Linked DNA regions of Sus scrofa: region 2 is linked to region 1. The links are chromatin contacts, called in public HiChIP or PLAC-seq maps. All regions are on one chromosome and are shown on one strand. The core of a region is the stretch at or near the end of the contact, and the rest is flanking DNA. Distances in the headings are between cores, read along the strand shown.

Region 1 (3,863 bases), core at 852-3,351:
AAGTCTTCAATTCCAGGCCGAGGCGTTTGAACTTGATCGTGGAGGAGGGCCCAGAGATGTTTCTGCGCAAAAGAGTGACTCAGTCCGATTCCTTCAGAGCCTGAGAGCTGTGGCCCCTGCTTATGCTCTCCCCCCCCCCCCTCGATGGCTTGCTGGCACATTCTCCAGCGATTTCTCCTCGGCACACTATCGGGGGAGGGGGGGGCTTTAACCAAAGCTGCCTGTGTCGTGGATGGCACAAAGGCAGGACAGCTGCAGGAGAGAGAGCGCCTGGCCCAGGCTGAGCCCCCTCCATCTGTGGGAATCGCTCTGGTCCTGCACCGAGCGCTTTCCCAAGGGAGGTGGCTCAAAGCCACTTGGATATGCTAAGCAAGGCCACTGTCACAGAGATACAGCGAGCCTGGCAGGACCTAAGAGTTCCTGTGAGCTTTTCCACTGCTGTTTGCTCCAGCAAGCAGCTTTTCCATGACCATCCTATGGCAATAAAATGCAGTTCCATGCATCGCATGGTGTACAGGGCTGCTGTAACTAACGAGCACAAACTGGGCGGCTTAAAGCATCAGAAAAGAACTCTCTCATGGTTCTGAGGCCAGGAGTCCAACAGCAAGGTGTTAGGAAGGCCCCGCTCCCTCCCAAGCCTCTAGAGCAAAATCCTTCCTTGCCTCCACCAGCGTCTGGTGGCTCCAGGAGTTCTTTGGCTTGTGGCTGCATCGCTCCAAAGTGGCCTCCGTTCTCCTTCTCATCTCTGTGTCTTCTCCTTTCTTGACTCTTCCAAGGACACTTTCTTGCATTTTAAGGCCACCTGGATAATCCATGGTGATCTCAATTTCCATAACTAGGAATTTCCCTCGTGGTGCAGCAGGTTTAGGAATCCCAGCGTTGTGGCAGCTATGGCCCAAGCCGCAACCACAGTGCGGGTTTGATCCCTGACCAGGGAACTTCCACACGCTGCAGGTGTGGCCAAAAAAAATAATCCATAACTGAACTGCATCTGCAAACATCTGCAAAGACCTTTTTTCTAAACAAAGTCACATTCACAGGTTCCAGGGCCTTGGATGGGACGTCTTCTTCTTTTTTTTTTTTTTTTTCCTCATTTTGAGGGCTGCACCCACAGCAGCCCAGGCTAGAGATCAAATCAGAGCTGCAGCTGCCAGCCACAGCCACAGCCACAGCCACAGCAAAGCGGGATCCGAGCCACATCTGCGACCTATACCACAGCTCAGGGCAACACCAGATACTGAACCCACTGAGCGAGACCAGGGATTGAACCAGCAGCCTCATGGTTTAGTCAGATTCGTTTCTGCTGTGCCACAAGGGGAACTTCGGGACGTGTCTTCTTGAGGAAACCATTCCATCTAAGACACATGATCACTGGACTCAGACAGGGCCAGGATAAAACCCTGTCTTAATTACTTTCTAGCTAAGCTGGTCTTGGGCAAGTTTAGAAACCTCCCAGAACCTCATTCCTTTATCTTTATTATAAGGAAAAATTGAAGTTCCCTGGTGGCTCAGGGAGTTAAGGATCCAGTGTTTTCACTGCTGACCTCTGGTCACTGCTGTGGCTCGAGTTCAATCCCTGGCCCAGAGAACTTCCTCATGCAGTGGGTGTGACCAAAAACGTTAATTAATTTCATTAAAAAGGGAAATACTTATATTTTTTCACAATAATAGGGTTGTTCTGAGACTCGCATGAGATACCAGTTGCTTGGCAAGAAGTACACAAAAAATGGCATGGATGGCGAGGACAGTGCTGATAAGGATGAAAATGAGGTTGAAGAATTGACTCAGAGAAGTGAGAGGAGTTGTCACGGTCACACAGCTACTGAGGCGGCAGAGCCAGAACTGGAACTCAGATCTCTCTTAAACCAAAGGCCACCGTCCTACCACACCCCTTGTCCTCTTATCATCTGTACTGAAGTTTTGACCTTAATTTGCTGGCTGGTTCCTCAAGGATCTCTCCTGCTCATCTGACCTATGCCAGAGACTATGGGCCCCTTAGCAGGAGGCTGGCTGAACAGCCAACAGTTTGCCCTAGGGAAGTACGATTAGGATCAGAGTTCTTCCCCTTGGCCTCCTCTCTAAGAAGTTGTGTAAGAAATACACAACTGAGGTTTCTGACCATTCACCGTGCGACAGCGACAGGGCGGGCTCTGTCCACACGCTGTCTCATCGGGCCTTGCCTCTTCCCTGCAGAATAGGAAGAGCAGCCCATTCAGGGTCTCACTCCTTCATGGGAAGAAAACGAGTCTCTCTCTGCATCTGGGGAAGCAGCCTCTGCAAAAAGGCTAGGACAGCACTGGCCCAGAAGGAAGGGATTGGTGCCAACAAAATCAAGGCAGGATTAATTTCTCCCTCCAGGAACTCTTTGAAATCTAATCTCCCCTCTCCCCCAAAAGACATGACTTTGATCTTTCGAGCCACTGCCACTCAGATTTCTCAGGCTGGCTGCCTCGAGAGGCACCTGCCGGCTTTCGCAGGAGGTCTTCTCGCTAGTGCAGTTGCTACTTACAGTGACACCAGGCTTGGTTCTGGACTCCGGGGAGAAAGACATGGGCCCAGCCCACTGTCCTGAGTGGGACAGAACCAGAAAGTTTCCAGTGCTGGTGGAGCCTGATATGTCAGGTCCTGGTTGCCCTAGGCCATCGCCTTCGGGGCGGAGGCAGGGCCAGGCCATGGCAAGGTCCTCACCAGGTCCTCAGGGAGCTCATCAAGGAGCAAATGTGTCATCTAAAAAGGACACTGGAAACTGGTGGAAGGGGCAGGGAGCAGAAAGGACAGGAGGGTCTCCCTCCTAGTGAAACTCAGAAAAGTTCTGGCAGCAGGAAAAAAGGAAGAAAACAAAGGCAAGGGAGTGCCCATCATAGCAGGAATGAGGGACTGGGGAAGGGCAGAAGAGGCTCTTGGCAAAGTGGTGGCTCACAGGTACAAAGCCCTCCAGGCACAGGGAGAGTCCAGAGCTGTGTCCTGCCATCCAAGGGCGTCTCAGAGACCCAGGGCTCAGGATGAGGACGAGCAAGCCTGTTCCCAGCTGCCAACTGGCAAACTTTCACCTGATACCCTGTCTGTAGCTGGGCCCCTGAATACAGGAATGGGCACCAGCCACAGCCTCTGGACTGACAGATGGTGGCAGTCGTGTGGGCTAAAGGCTAATATGTGTCTGTGGCTCTGGAAATGGAAGGGCTTTCTTTGGGGGCTTGGCAGTCCCTCTACGGAGGGCTCCTAGGGCCTTGAAATACACAAAGGGGAGGCTGGGGAAGAAAGGCAGTGTTGACTCTGTGCCCACCCCAACCCAAAACCACTCGTGTCCTTCCATTCTTTTCCTCTTCACTTTCTATCCTGGCCAAGTCCAAACAAGTCAACTCATTGACCCACCCAGCTCAACAGCCAACCCAACTCAATGGCCCCAGAATGAGGACAGCTCCTGCTCCCTGGGAACTGCTCACATCTGATATCATTCTGGGAGGTTCTTTTGCTAAGACAACTATAGCAGTCAACAAACAGGGTTCAGGCAGGGGCCCCCTCTCTGTGGCATCTGCTTAGACAGCCCCTGATGCTAGGCCCCGCCAGGGACACGGTCAGAGGCTTTCTCCCAAGGGGGATTGGTATGTCATCCTTCACCACTGGATAATCATAATCTAGTTTATGATCTGAGACGCATTGAAAGTCCTTGGAGAAAGGGGACCATTGCAGAAGTTCTCCCAGGAGGATTTCACATTCCTCATTAAATGTCATCCTTAGAGGTTCATTTCCTCCTTAAGTCATTTCATGACCCCCAGACACACAGGGTTACATCTGAACTTGATGCAGCCTACCAAACCCCACATGATCTGGCCTTTACCCCTCCAGCTAGCCCCTGCCCCTCC
Region 2 (3,863 bases), core at 670-3,169, 71 kb after region 1:
TAGCCTGGGAACCTGCATATGCCATAGGAGTGGCCCAAAAAAAATAGCAAAAAGACAAAAAAAAAGGAGTTCCTGTTGTGGCGCAGTGGTTAACAAATCTGACTAGGAACCATGAGGTTGCGGGTTCGATCCCTGCCCCTGCTCAGTGGGTTAACGATCCGGCGTTGCCGTGAGCTGTGGTGTAGGTTGCAGACGCGGCTCGGATCCCGCGTTGCTGTGGCTCTGGCGTAGGCCGGTGGCTACAGCTCCGATTCGACCCCTAGCCTGGGAACCTCCATATGCCATGGGAGTGGCCAAAAAAAATAGCAAAAAGACAAAAAAAAAAAAAAAAAAGAAACAGTGCAGGTGGAGTAGAGAGGCGTGGAGCCCGACAGTGGGCGCCTCTGAGAGTTAATTTCATGTGTCACTTGACTGGGCTAAGGGATGGATGCCCAGATAGCTAGTAAAATATTACTTCTATATGTGTTGGGGGAGGTATTTCTGAAAGAGATTAACATCTGAATCAGTAGACTGCATTAAGGAGATCACCCTTGCTAATGTGGCATCATCTGATCTGTTGAGGGTCTGAATGGAATAGACAGACAGGTATAGATATAGATATAGATATACAGGTAGAGGTAGGGATAGAGATGGAGTCAGATCACATGATTATGGAGGCCAAGTGCAAAGATTTGCAGCTGGCAAGCTGACGATCCAAGCTGGAGATCTAGGAAAGTGATGATGTGACTCGAGGGTGCAGGCAGCAGGTCTGATGCCCAGGAAGAGCCAACATTTTTCCATTTGAGCCTGAAGGTGGGAAAAGTAGATGTGCCAGGTCCAAAGCAGTCAGGCAGGAGGAGTTTCTTCTGTTTGCCAAGAGTCGGACCTTTGGTTCTAGTCGGGCCTTCAACTGATTAGATGAGGCCCACCCGCACTGGGGAGGGCAGTCGGCTTCCTTCAGCCTAAGGATCCAAATATTGATCTCGTCCAGAAACAGCCTCCCAGACACACCCAGAATAATGTTTGAACAAATGTCTGGGTACCCCGTGACACAGTCAAGTTGGCAGAGGAAACTAACCAACACAGATGTGAGTGTTGCTGATCCATGACATGGTTTTGAAACCACTGCTTCAGAGTATCTGCTTCCTTTTGTGCCAGGTTAGACCATTATCCCCCCCTTCCAGCAGCATCTTCACAGCCTAGAAGGGAGCACCTGTGACCCTGGGGCAGGAGTCACAGTGGTGACCTAGCTGGGCCTGCTAGCAGACTACTCCCTCCCTGGGCCTGAGTATTTGTTGTCTATCTGAAATTCAAATTTCACCAGGCATCCTCTTTTTTATTGTATTTCATTTTTTGCTAAATTTGGTGGCCCTAGTTTCTTTGTGAAACGGGATGCCACCACCAAAGTCACAGGAGCGTGAGAAGGTGTCAGGTGGGCTGCAGAGACAGGGCAGCCCACTGCTGCCACTGGCATAAAAGCAGTCGGGCCCAGGCCACCAGAGAGGAGCAGACCTGTTCCCCTGGGCTGGAGGGAGCCCAGCCTCCAACCCTGGTCTCAGGGCTGGGGAAAGGGGAAGGGGTTGGATGGGGGAAATGAGTCAGCCTGGGGCAGGGCGGGGGGGAGGCACAGCTCACATTAACCACAGAAGGCTCTGTCCCTCTCAGACCAGCCCTGACACCAGCAGTAAACAGGAAGTGCCCTCTCGCCACAGGCTGACTGCTCTTGCTGTCAGGGTTAAGAAGATTCTAAACCAGGATTCAGAATAGTCTCTGGTGCTGGCTTCGGCCACTCCAAGCTGGCCACTCCCAAGCTGGATCACCAAACTCCTGACCCAGAGGTGCCCGGGGTTTTGTAGCTCCCAGACCAGAGGAGGCCCCTGCACCCTGTGTCTGTGCTCGGGCGGGGACCAGAGAGAACTCTGGCCAGAGGAAGAGCTTCACCCCAGGCTGCGCAGGGGTCCGGAGTCAAGGAGAGGGCCAGGTGCTGGGTGGGCGGACACCCCAGCCCTGGGTGCTCAGTTTGCTGGCCGTGTTGCAGCTGCTTTGCTGCACGTTGGCACCTCTGTCCTCTGCAGCCCTGTGAGCTCCAGGGTCATGGGAAGGACAGGGTGCTTGAGTCTGTGGTCAGCTGCCCTGCAGCCCCGCCCCCCACAGGCCTCTGTCAAGCAACTAGAAGAAAGAGTGGCGACAAAGGCCAGGTCAGAGTCTGGGGACACTGGAGCTGAGGAGGGGTGTAGGCCCAGACACCCTCCACGCCACCCCCTCCCCCCTGGGAGCACAGGCTGAAGATTGCCGACCCTGTCCATCTCTTGCTGCTTGGCATTGCTTGGCACAACTTAGCTGCTCCAATCTGATTCCCTTGTGAAAAAAACCCTGCCTGCCGCCTCAACTACCTGCGGGCAAATTTCATAATCTATAAAATGCTATGAGTTAGGGCTCTTTTAGTCACAAGTGTGAGAAAACCAGACATAGGGAGTTCCCCCTGAGGCTCAGTGGGTTAAGAACCCGACATAGTGTCTGCAAGGATGCGGGTCTGATCCCTGGCCTTGCTCAGTGGGTTAAGAATCCAGTGTTGGGCGTTCCCGTCTTGGTGCAGAGGAAACAAATCCGACTAGGAACCATGAGGTTGTAGGTTCGATCCCTGGCCTTGCTTAGCGGGTTAAGGATCCAGCATTGCCATGAGCTGTGGTGTAGGTCGCAGACTTGGCTCTGATCTGGAGTGGCTGTGGCTGTGATTGTGGCCAGCAGCTGCAGCTCCGATTAGACCCCTAGGCTGGGAACCTCCACATGCCTCGGATGTGGCCCTAAAAAGCAAAAAAATAAGAAGAGGAAGAATCCTGTGTTGCCGCGAGCTGTGGACACAGATGTGGCTCGGATCTGGCATTGCTGTGGCTGTGGTGTAGGCTGCCAGCTGCAGCTCTGATTTGACCCCAACCCGGGAAGCTCCATATGCCCCGGGTGCAGCTACAAAAAGGAAATGAAGGAAGGATGGAAGGAAGGAAGAAGAAAGGAGGGAGGGGGGAGAGAAAACCAGACATAAACCAGTGAGACAAGAGACAAGAGAGTTTGCGGGCTCAGAGCGCCAGGAGCAGGTCAGGGAAGGAGGGGCTCTCCTCCTCCCTCCTCCCTGCTTCTCTCGGTGAATCTGCTTCTTTCTCTGTCAGGCTGGCTTCTCCCACGAGTCTGGGCCATTTCCCAGCTTCACCTGCCAAGAGGTGCTTCCTCCTCTATTAGTGCCAAAGTGAAAAATGCCAGGAGGGCTCTCACTGGTCCCACCTGTGGGTCACGTGTCCACACAGAGCACAGAGTACGCTGCTTAGCATCCTTTTCTAGAACAATGTATTTAGAGATCTGGGCACCTTGGTTCCCCAAAGAAGAAAAGAAAGAGGAATGTAGTTCCGTCGTGGAGGAAGAAGAAGGAATGAGGGGGGGTGGTAGGGTGAGATTGGCGTGGGAGCTGGGTGAGGCGAGAAGGTGGATATGTGCTGGGGGGGGGGCTACAGTGATGGAGTGGATATATGCCGAGAAAAAAAAAAAAACAAAAAAAAAAAAAAAAAAAAAAAAAAAAAAGAAAAGAGGAATGTGATGGAAAGGTATCTACTATGAAGGTCATGTTTTATCAATAGTATTATTAATATTATTTTATTTTTATGATGATTGGCATCAGCAACATAAGCTGGCCATGTTTCTAATTCCCATTATCCTTGGGCAAAACAGCAGAGGCACAGGCCCTGGAATTCAGACTGCCTGAATCCAAATTCTGGTTCTACCACTTTCTATCTGTGTGACATCAGGCGAGTTGCTAACCCTCTCTGTGCTGCTCATTAGTATCCTGGCAGTGCCTAGGAACCCCCGCCTGGGGGCCAGCCAGCAATAAACCATCA

What was found. HiChIP or PLAC-seq counts read pairs in DNA pulled down with a chosen protein or histone mark.
Region 2: a contact with region 1 is called in an H3K27ac HiChIP or PLAC-seq map of alveolar macrophages. The contact joins two enhancer-like sites. A contact is called at or near these places in 3 of 47 Hi-C or Micro-C datasets (epiblast stem cells and liver) and 1 of 2 datasets of contacts at active chromatin or transcription factors (alveolar macrophages).

Annotation. Positions count from the first base shown.
Region 1 is chr3:117,722,145-117,726,007 of Sscrofa11.1, forward strand. No RefSeq gene overlaps it. Among named protein-coding and RNA genes, the nearest start is that of RHOB, 51 kb to the right of the region's middle. Within about 2 kb of position 2,102, at least 3 of the 83 cell types and tissues checked have an H3K27ac peak or open chromatin away from gene starts, as enhancers often do. A contact at or near this core is called in alveolar macrophages, where this site is marked.
Region 2 is chr3:117,793,597-117,797,459 of Sscrofa11.1, forward strand. No RefSeq gene overlaps it. Among named protein-coding and RNA genes, the nearest start is that of RHOB, 20 kb to the left of the region's middle. Within about 2 kb of position 1,920, at least 37 of the 83 cell types and tissues checked have an H3K27ac peak or open chromatin away from gene starts, as enhancers often do. A contact at or near this core is called in alveolar macrophages, where this site is marked.